2 separate regions of the Mus musculus genome follow, and region 2 is linked to region 1. The links are chromatin contacts, called in public Hi-C maps. All regions are on one chromosome and are shown on one strand. Each heading gives the region's core, a stretch centred on a gene start, on an enhancer-like site or on the middle of the called end of the contact. The rest is flanking DNA. Distances are from core to core; before and after follow the strand shown.

Evidence for each region. A called contact is a pair of places that touch in the nucleus more often than the background predicts.
Region 2: a Hi-C map of the G1E-ER4 cell line shows a contact between it and region 1, with 2.6 times the contacts expected there. The contact joins two enhancer-like sites. A contact is called at or near these places in 16 of 484 Hi-C or Micro-C datasets (the G1E-ER4 cell line, cerebellum, cortical neurons and 9 more).

What each region holds. Positions count from the first base shown.
Region 1 is chr6:31,174,792-31,179,002 of GRCm38.p6, forward strand. The region is part of intron 1 of Lncpint (long non-protein coding RNA, Trp53 induced transcript); the gene reads right to left. Among named protein-coding and RNA genes, the nearest start is that of Lncpint, 42 kb to the right of the region's middle. Within about 2 kb of position 1,805, at least 66 of the 459 cell types and tissues checked have an H3K27ac peak or open chromatin away from gene starts, as enhancers often do. A contact at or near this core is called in the G1E-ER4 cell line, neural progenitor cells and uterus, where this site is marked.
Region 2 is chr6:31,640,582-31,644,792 of GRCm38.p6, forward strand. No RefSeq gene overlaps it. Among named protein-coding and RNA genes, the nearest start is that of Gm13846, 8.3 kb to the right of the region's middle. Within about 2 kb of position 2,185, at least 79 of the 459 cell types and tissues checked have an H3K27ac peak or open chromatin away from gene starts, as enhancers often do. A contact at or near this core is called in the G1E-ER4 cell line, neural progenitor cells and uterus, where this site is marked.

The DNA of each region.
Region 1 (4,211 bases), core at 555-3,054:
ATCTGGAGACATGACTTAGTTGGGTGAACATAAGTTTAGATTCACAGGACCAGGTAAAAAGCTCAGGACAGAGGCACATGCCTGTAACCCCAGCAAGGGAGGGGAGGGGAGGGGAGGGGAGGGGAGAGGTGTATCCCTGATGCTCACAGCCACCTGGTAAAGCCAAACTGATGAGTTCCAGGTTCACTGAGAGGCCACAAAGCCATGGAAAAAAGGCACCAGACATCAACCTCTGGCCTCCACATTTGAGGGCACACATACATACACTAACAAGTACATTACCACACATACAAATGAACGAACTTCAAGACCATAAAAATACTAAATAAGGGCTACAGACAATTAATATAAATAATCTCAAAGTTACATCATTGGATGAAAAATTCCAGGTCAGAAAATGCATACAATACGAACTGTGACGATCAGGGAGACATACTGTCCCGGTCCCTTTTAAGTAGGGAAAGCTTACTCCCCACCTCTCTGAGGACTGCTGCAACCTGACAGCCATCTGCAGGAGGAGTCTCATCCCTCCCATCCCTGTGTCAGGCCAAAAACTGGCAGATATTAAGCTATATATAATGTAAAGCCAGGACAGGCCCTAGCAGTCCCTCTGGGGATCAGATGAAGCCTTCGTGGAGCCTTTCTGACTGCCTAATTTGTCCCTCTGCCCAATCCTCATTTCTTCTCTTCCATAAGCATCAACACTTGGACTGATCTGACATCCTTCCCACACCTCCATCTTCTCAGCCTCTCCTTCCCTCCCAACAGACACAACTGATACTTTGGATAGAACATACAAAACACAGCATGCTGTGAAATGATGCTATGTTTGAGAATATATGTATGTTTACATTGTCATGTTTTTAAAATGCATTGGGATGACAAGATTCAGTAGAGAGGAAAGCAGTGAGGAGCAAAGGCTTCTGGGAAAACACATAGTATGTCTTAATGACCACGTACCATTTGAGTTCTATATTGAGTTCCTTATGCACTTTTTGTATTGCTAAAATGACCCATGATTTTAAAGAGTAACTTAGAAAGATGGTGGCCTGCCTCTTTGTTAGCTATGTTCTACCTCCTTTCTGCCTCCCTGAGCAAGAGAGCTGGCCTCTTGTGACCAGTGCGAGTATCGCAGTATTGTGACAGAACCATAGGGGTGGGAGGAGAGCATGTATGAACACCGTGCTACACAGTGAGGTAAAATCATGCCGCGTTCTACACAAGAGCCACTTTCCTCTGCTGGGGGCAGCAGCAAGCTCCACGTGAGTGAAATGAACCACAGGAGAGCTCTCACATCAGCTCCCCAGGAAACAGCCCTATAATGGGAACCAGGACAGGCTGGCTGCTCAGGGGTGGTGTTTAAATCTGCCACAAACAAGTCACAGATAAAACGTGTAAGAAGGAACCAAAGGGAAGGGAGAGGCTTAAGGTGACCTCCTTCCAGATTCGGAACCTTTTCTAATACTCAAAGCACCACAGTAAAATTACACTTAAAAGCAAACACCGTGAGCTCAAACTTTTTCCCTTTATAAATGTAAATTCCAGCAAAAGCTAGCCATGGTGGGTCACGCCTTTGAATCACAGCACTTGGGAGGCAGAGGCAGGTGGATCTCTTGTGATCTTGAGGCTAGCCTGGTCTATACAGTTCCAGTCTGGTCAGGGCGATATATTAAGCTCAAAAGAAACAAATACTAGCAAAATGAGAATTCATGCCTTAGATCAGGGGCTCCCTCTTGTGGCACACAAAAGCCTGCTTCCGGGAGTGGCTCGTCAGCCTGGAGGACCTTCTAGAATTTTCCAACAGTGGAGACTTTCATCTTTGCCATTCAGTGATAGGGAAACAGCTCACTGGCTTCCTCTTAGTACCTTCGCAGGGACCTGTGTTCAGCTCGGGTGTGCCGCACCCACTTTGCACAGCAGTGGCACAAACGACATCTGCCCACATGAACGTTTTGTTGTCAAGATTGCTCCTAAAGCATGTGTGGACCATATGTCACGAAAAGACTTACCTATGGCTCAGGGAAACCCTAGCTTCAACTTGTGTTTGGATAAGTTCCGGGGTAACTTAGAGTCATGATCACTAACAAACCAAAAAAGTGGATCATGGACCAGTTTTCCCAAGAAAGAAGAGTAACTTTCTATATTCTTTCCCCAACATTACCCCAAAGGGACACAAAGAGGACTTTCTTTTGTGCATCTGCTTGTTACTGCAAGCACTTCCTTGAATGACAAGGCATAAATAATCACACTTCCCAAAATAGTAAAGTGTCACCCTCATTTACATACTGATGTCAGTGTACAAAAGCAGGGAAGCTTATACTTGGTGCTAACCAAAATCCTAAATTTTGGCTTAGTGAACTTCAGTCAAACAACTGTTTCCTAAACTACTTTATTCCATTTGCTTTAGACTAAGGAAGTTTTTTCTAAGCTTATTGATTTCTTTTATTAAGATGGTGGGGAAGGTGGGGGAGGCATACGTTGGGAGGTGTCAGAAGGAAGTGATGGAGAGTTAGGGGCAGATCCAATCATGAAATACTGCATGTATGAGTGAAACCATCTAAGAATAAAGAATAGTCTTTTAAAAAATTAAAATGTAGAAGTCTACCCAAAAGACATTGAAATGTAATTTTCTATTTTAGATATGAGGGTACTGGGAGTGGAGACGGCCAGACTCCAAAATCTGATGCCCTTCTGGTCCTACGGTAGACAATGGGCAGCTCCTGCTGGAATGCGCTCCAAGGTTCCTCTTAGCTACCATCTACTGCCCCAAGAACCTTATCCCTCCCTGGGTTGGGACTAAAGGTATGTGCCACCATGCCCACTTGGCTCTTCCTGTTTTAGTTCTCAATTTCCTCTAAATAAAGGAGGACTGTACTGTGAAAAGAAAACACAACTCTACTTCTACTTCAGGTATGAAATATAAATATGCTTTATTATCCTAACGAGTATCTTCCACAGGGAGAATAACCTCACACTGTGCCACTATTACCTCAGAGGACCCAAATAGCGGATGCTCTGAAATGCTGAGGTTTCTCAGGATAGACAGATTGTTTGCTTAGACTTCTGTCAGGTTCCATTAGCAGGTTGTGAATTAGTTATCAGCAGCCCAGAAGGTGTCAGCGTCCACTTTTCCCAGTTATACTCAATGCTCTGACAAACATCAGCCAAACTTAACCTCCCTACTTGCCAACGGGAAAGGCGCTTTACAGCATTTGGTCTTACTGCCTCCATTTGACCTTCGTGAAGCTGTCGCAGGCACGGAAATTGCCTCCCTGTTAGAAGACTTACATGTAGGCATTATCTGATCTAGTATAGAGATGTTTAGGCAGTGGTTTAGGGCCAGGGCTTGGGGCATGGTTTAGCCTTTATTTCTTCAAATATCTTGGTAACATCCTTTAAAAGTAACATACAGGGAATTAATCCCAAAGAACCAGGCTTTCAGCACTTCTAGTTGACAAGAACTAAGTTTTAACATTTGTTTCTTAAGAACTTTGACTGTCAGAATATAAATGGCACTGAGCAAGGAGAAATGAGGCCAAATTTCACAATAGCTGCAAAGCAACCTTGGAGCAGAGTCAGCGCCAGCCTCTCTGCTCACTCCCTCACTCTGTCCCACCCCAGAGCAAGCCCAGGACACTCGCCCAAGAGCTCAGTTCCCCTCCCCGGCCTTACTCAGGTAGGTGCCTATCTTCTAAGTCACAAATGAAGAGAGCCTTGTCAGGAAAGCAAGTCTAACATTGGCCAGCCTTGGGAAACGGTGCTGACTTCTCCCAGCAGTGCACAATCAACTTCCTTAGCTCTCCTTGACTCAAGAAGACCTAAGCTCGGTTTCTTATCATTCTCCCAATTATCCTTGCCCATTTTTGTTGAATGTGCTACTGTCAAGGCCATGGCTAACTCCAGCAACCCCAAGGTCCCAGCTGATCTAACCCACCCGCTGCACTGACTAATGGAGGGCTGCTCACCGACGTTGCAGCTTTTCAGACCCTGTACTACACTGTCCAGGTGCTATCCAACCCATCTCCCTTGCCAATCCCACCTTACTTCCTTTAGTTAGCTTTGGTCTCAGGCACCCATCTCCCTTGCCAATCCCATCTCACTTCCTTTAGTTAGCTTTGGTCTCAGGCACCCATCTCCCTTGCAATCCCATCTCACTTCCTTTAGTTAGCTTTGGTCTCAGGCACCCATCTCCCTTGCCAATTCCATCTCAC
Region 2 (4,211 bases), core at 935-3,434, 470 kb after region 1:
TATCTTTTAGGCGATCTTGCATAGATTATTTCAACCATTTAACCAAGAAGATGGACAGAAGGCAACATTTCCAGAAAGACTCACACCCAGAAAGAGAAAGGCCATCCATTAGTGAACTCAAGTTCTGGAGTCAAGAAGACAGAGACTAGTGACTCATAGCCACTGGTTTCAGATGTCATTAAGAGAGAAAGAAAAACAGAGAAGGGATAGAGGAGATGTTCATTTGATAGCCACTTTGAGTTGGTTAGGACTTGGTGTAAGAATAGCTCTGTAGGTGTTTGGGCAATCTGATGTTCCAGGTGGGTGGTACTGAATCCAACAGGAGCTGGCTGCAGAGTACTGGTGGCAACCTCCCTTTGAGAGTTCTGGAGACACTGCTCTGGGAAGTGGCTTCTTTCCACCTGAATCTGATGCAAAGAGAAGAGGCTGGGCTTCCTGCAGCGGCTCAGGCCCATTATCCAGCAGTTGGGAGGCTTGAGACAGCTTGGCTACACAGTGAGAGCAAGAACCAGAGAAAACGCTGTGGTCTGACTTCAAATACTGTGGTCTCCACTCTTCCTTAGCTAGAGTAAAGGATCACAAAAGGGTGAGATTTGTTTGCCTATTTATATGGTATCACTATGAAGCCAGGCTGGCCTTGAAGCTGGTCCTTGCTCCTCAGTCTCTAAGTGCTAGGATTGCATGGATTGCTTGTCTATGATACCACCCTCAGCCTAATTTTTTTTTTTTAAAGATTCTCTCTGTGTAGCCCTGTATAGCCTGGAACTTGCTATCTAGACCAATCTGACCTCAAGTTCACAGAGATCTACCTACTTCTGCCCCTGCCTCCTGCAAAAGGTTCTTTAAAACTATTTTTTTAATGTGTAACATAAAAAAACAATTTTTTAAATGTGTATGAGTGTTTTGCCTGCATGCATGTCCATGCCAGACATGCAAGCAGTACCCATGAAGGCCAGAAAAGGGCATTGTATCCCCTGGGACTGGACTTACAGATTGTTATGAATTGCCATGTGGGTGCTAGGAATTGAACCCAAGTCCTCCGGAAAAGCAGCCAATGCTCTTAACCACTGAGTCATCTCTCTCTCCAGTCCCTGCAATTAGTTCTTGAAGATGTGGAAACATCTTATTCTTTTTACATTTATATCTATGCAGTGGGCATGGATGCAGCGTATCTGTGGTGTGATACTTTCCTGAGGAGGGAGAAAGCAAGAAAGTCAGCTGTCTATACAGACTCTTTAGGAGGGCAGTCATGAAGAACCCAGAACTGAGATCTGTGGTGTGGATCCTTTCACGCAGTCAGATGGGCTGGGATGGATGGATGGATGGATGGATGGATGGATGAATCTCAAGCCTCCTTGTTTCTGAGCTTTAAGGTCCTCTCCTGTCTACCTCAGCCTGGGTAAACAGAGCCTTGTTATTCTAGGCACAGGAGGTATTTAAAAACTCGAAGCTGCATGGGGAGCAACTCAGGGTAAAAGGACTAGGTCTAGGCTGGGAAGTCCCTGAACTCTCAGTGATTCTCAACTTTCCTAATGCTGCCATCCTTTAATACAGCTCTTCATGTTGTGATGATCCCCTCCCCCGAAACGATTAAATTATTTTTCATTGCTACTTCATAACTGTCATGAATAATAAGGTAAATATTTTCAGGGATAGTTGTCAAAAGGGACACGACCCACAGGTTGACAGGTTCTCCCCATACTATGGCAACAAGACTAGGATATCAGAGGATAAAAGCCAACCTTCAGGCCTGAAGTGCCACTGCCCATTCTTGGGGAGTCCCTGCAGCACCTGTGTATCTTGATGGCTACACAGAGATAGGAGAGTCTCAGGCCTAAGGGAAGGGCCGACTCTGAAACAGCAAGTCTTGCGTTGGGTGGGTGGCACCAAGTGGGAGTTGGCAGCTGCGGGCCACCTGCTGGGTACCAACCTGTTTCCAGGGACACCAGGGTCCCTACGAGGGGAATCACGTGTGTCAGGCCCACCCTGCAGGCATCCTGATAGGAGAAGCCAGGACAGACCCGAGGTGGGTGGGACAGGCCAACACAGGAAATGCCTGCTGGGCCTAAAAATAGTGTGGGAGGGGACAGGAAACAGAAACTTTGGGCCAACATGGAAATGCTTTCTGAGCTGATCAGGAAATGAGGACTGGGGCGGTAGGGATCGCCACCACCCAGCTGCACTGCAGCCCCGCCCCCAACCCCTCTGCCTGGCTGAGTCTGTGCCTGGCTGGGGGTAGGGAAGGTTGCTTCCCAACGTCCTCTCCCTTTGTTTCGAAGCAGAGCCGTGTGCTGCAGAGCTGTAACCGCACGTAGATGTCATGCTGTACTTGGATGGCAGCCTGCTCTTCCCAGAACTGAGGTGGTGCCTGGGAAAGTGGGCCCAGCAGGGTGGTTCAGTGGGTAAAGGCACTTGGCGCCAAGCCCCATGGTCTGACTTCAATCGCTGGGACTCAACATGGTGGAGAGCCGACTCTTGCCAGTTGTCCTTTGACCTCCACACAACCCTGTTTTCCTCCCCCACATAAATAAATGTAATAAAAAATTTAAAGCTGGGGAAATAAACTCTGCAAGCAAGAAACTCAAGGGTCTTTGGGAAGGAAGAAATTGAAGGGTATTCAAAACTTCTCACAGTGAGGTCCTCTTGCCTGTGCAGTGAAGGCTTTGGGGTCCCCAGCCTAGACTGAACCCTAACCCAATCAGTTTAGACTCTGGAGTGGGATCAAACAACTGTGTGGAGGTCAGAGGATAATGTGGGGGAGGTTGGTTCTCCTGCTATGTGGGTAGATCCTGGGGACCAAACTCAGGTCATCAGGATTGGTGGCAAGCACATTTACCCACTTAACTATCTTGCCAGCCTCCAACTTTTTTAAAAATTAAATTAATTTTTTTATGTATATGAGCTTTTTTTGTCTGCATGTATGCATATATGACATGTGTGGGCCTGGTATCTGTAGAGAGCAAAGGGCACTGGGTCCCCTGGAGATGGAGTTAAAACTAGTTGTGAGGGGCTGGTGAAATGGGTCTGCTGTTAAGAGCAGTGGTTGCTCTTCCAGAGGTCCAGTGTTCAATTCCCAGCAATTGCATGGTGGCTCACAACCATCTACAGTGGTATCTGATGTCCTCTTCTGGCCTGCAGGTGTATGTGCAGCAGAACACTCATACACTAAATAAATACAATAAAAAACAAATAGAAAAGAAAAATAGCCGTGAGCCATGTATGAGTGCTAGAATCTGAACCTAGGTCCTCTGTAAGAGTAGTAATTGTTCCTGACTACCGAGCTGTGGGAGCCGCCCTCACATTCGCCATTACAAGATGGCGCTGACATCCTGTGTTCTAAGTGGTAAACAAATAATCTGCGCATGTGCCAAGGGTAGTTCTCCACCCCATGTGCTCTGCCTTCCCCGTGACGACAACTCGGCCGATGGGCTGCAGCCAATCAGGGAGTGACACGTCCTAGGCGGAGGATAATTCTCCTTAAAAGGGACGGGGTTTCGCCATTCTCTCTCTTGCACTCTTGCTCTCTTGCACTCTGGCTCCTAAAGATGTAAGCAATAGAGCTCTTGCTCTCTTGCACTCTTGCTCCTGAAGATGTAAGCAATAAAGTTTTGCCGCAGAAGATTCCGGTTTGCTGTGTTCTTCCTGGCCAGTCGTGAACGCGTGTAAGACCGAGCCATCTCTTCAGCCCCATTTTGTTCCTTTGTAAAGGATGTACTCTGTGTGTGTGTGTGTGTGTGTGTGACTTCAGAGGACAGAAGAGGGCATCAGATCCTCCGTAGCTGGACTTATATGCAGTTGTGAATCACACAACATGGGCGCTGGGAACTAAACTCTATCTTCTGCAAGAGCAGCATGCATTAACCACACTGAGCCATCCTTCCAGTCCCCCACTTTTTAAAAGCTGTTTAGGAGTGTAATTTTTATATGCTGCAGTCAGTTAGCACATTAGCATGGATGAAGTCTCAATCAATAGTTCACACTGGAGGCCTGAGCTTGGCTTCCTGCTAAGGTGTACAACAGTAGTATTGGGTGCACTTGAAAAAACACTGATCCAGTCTTCCATTCCCTGCGTCTGCTATCTCCAACCATATTGAGACCAAGTGTAAATTATCAGCGTTATGGCTACACAGGCATGCTGCACCTCTGAACTCCTCAGGGTTGTCGTTACAAAGACTGCTTGTTGTCAGTGTGCTTTGTGCTTTGGCTGGGCT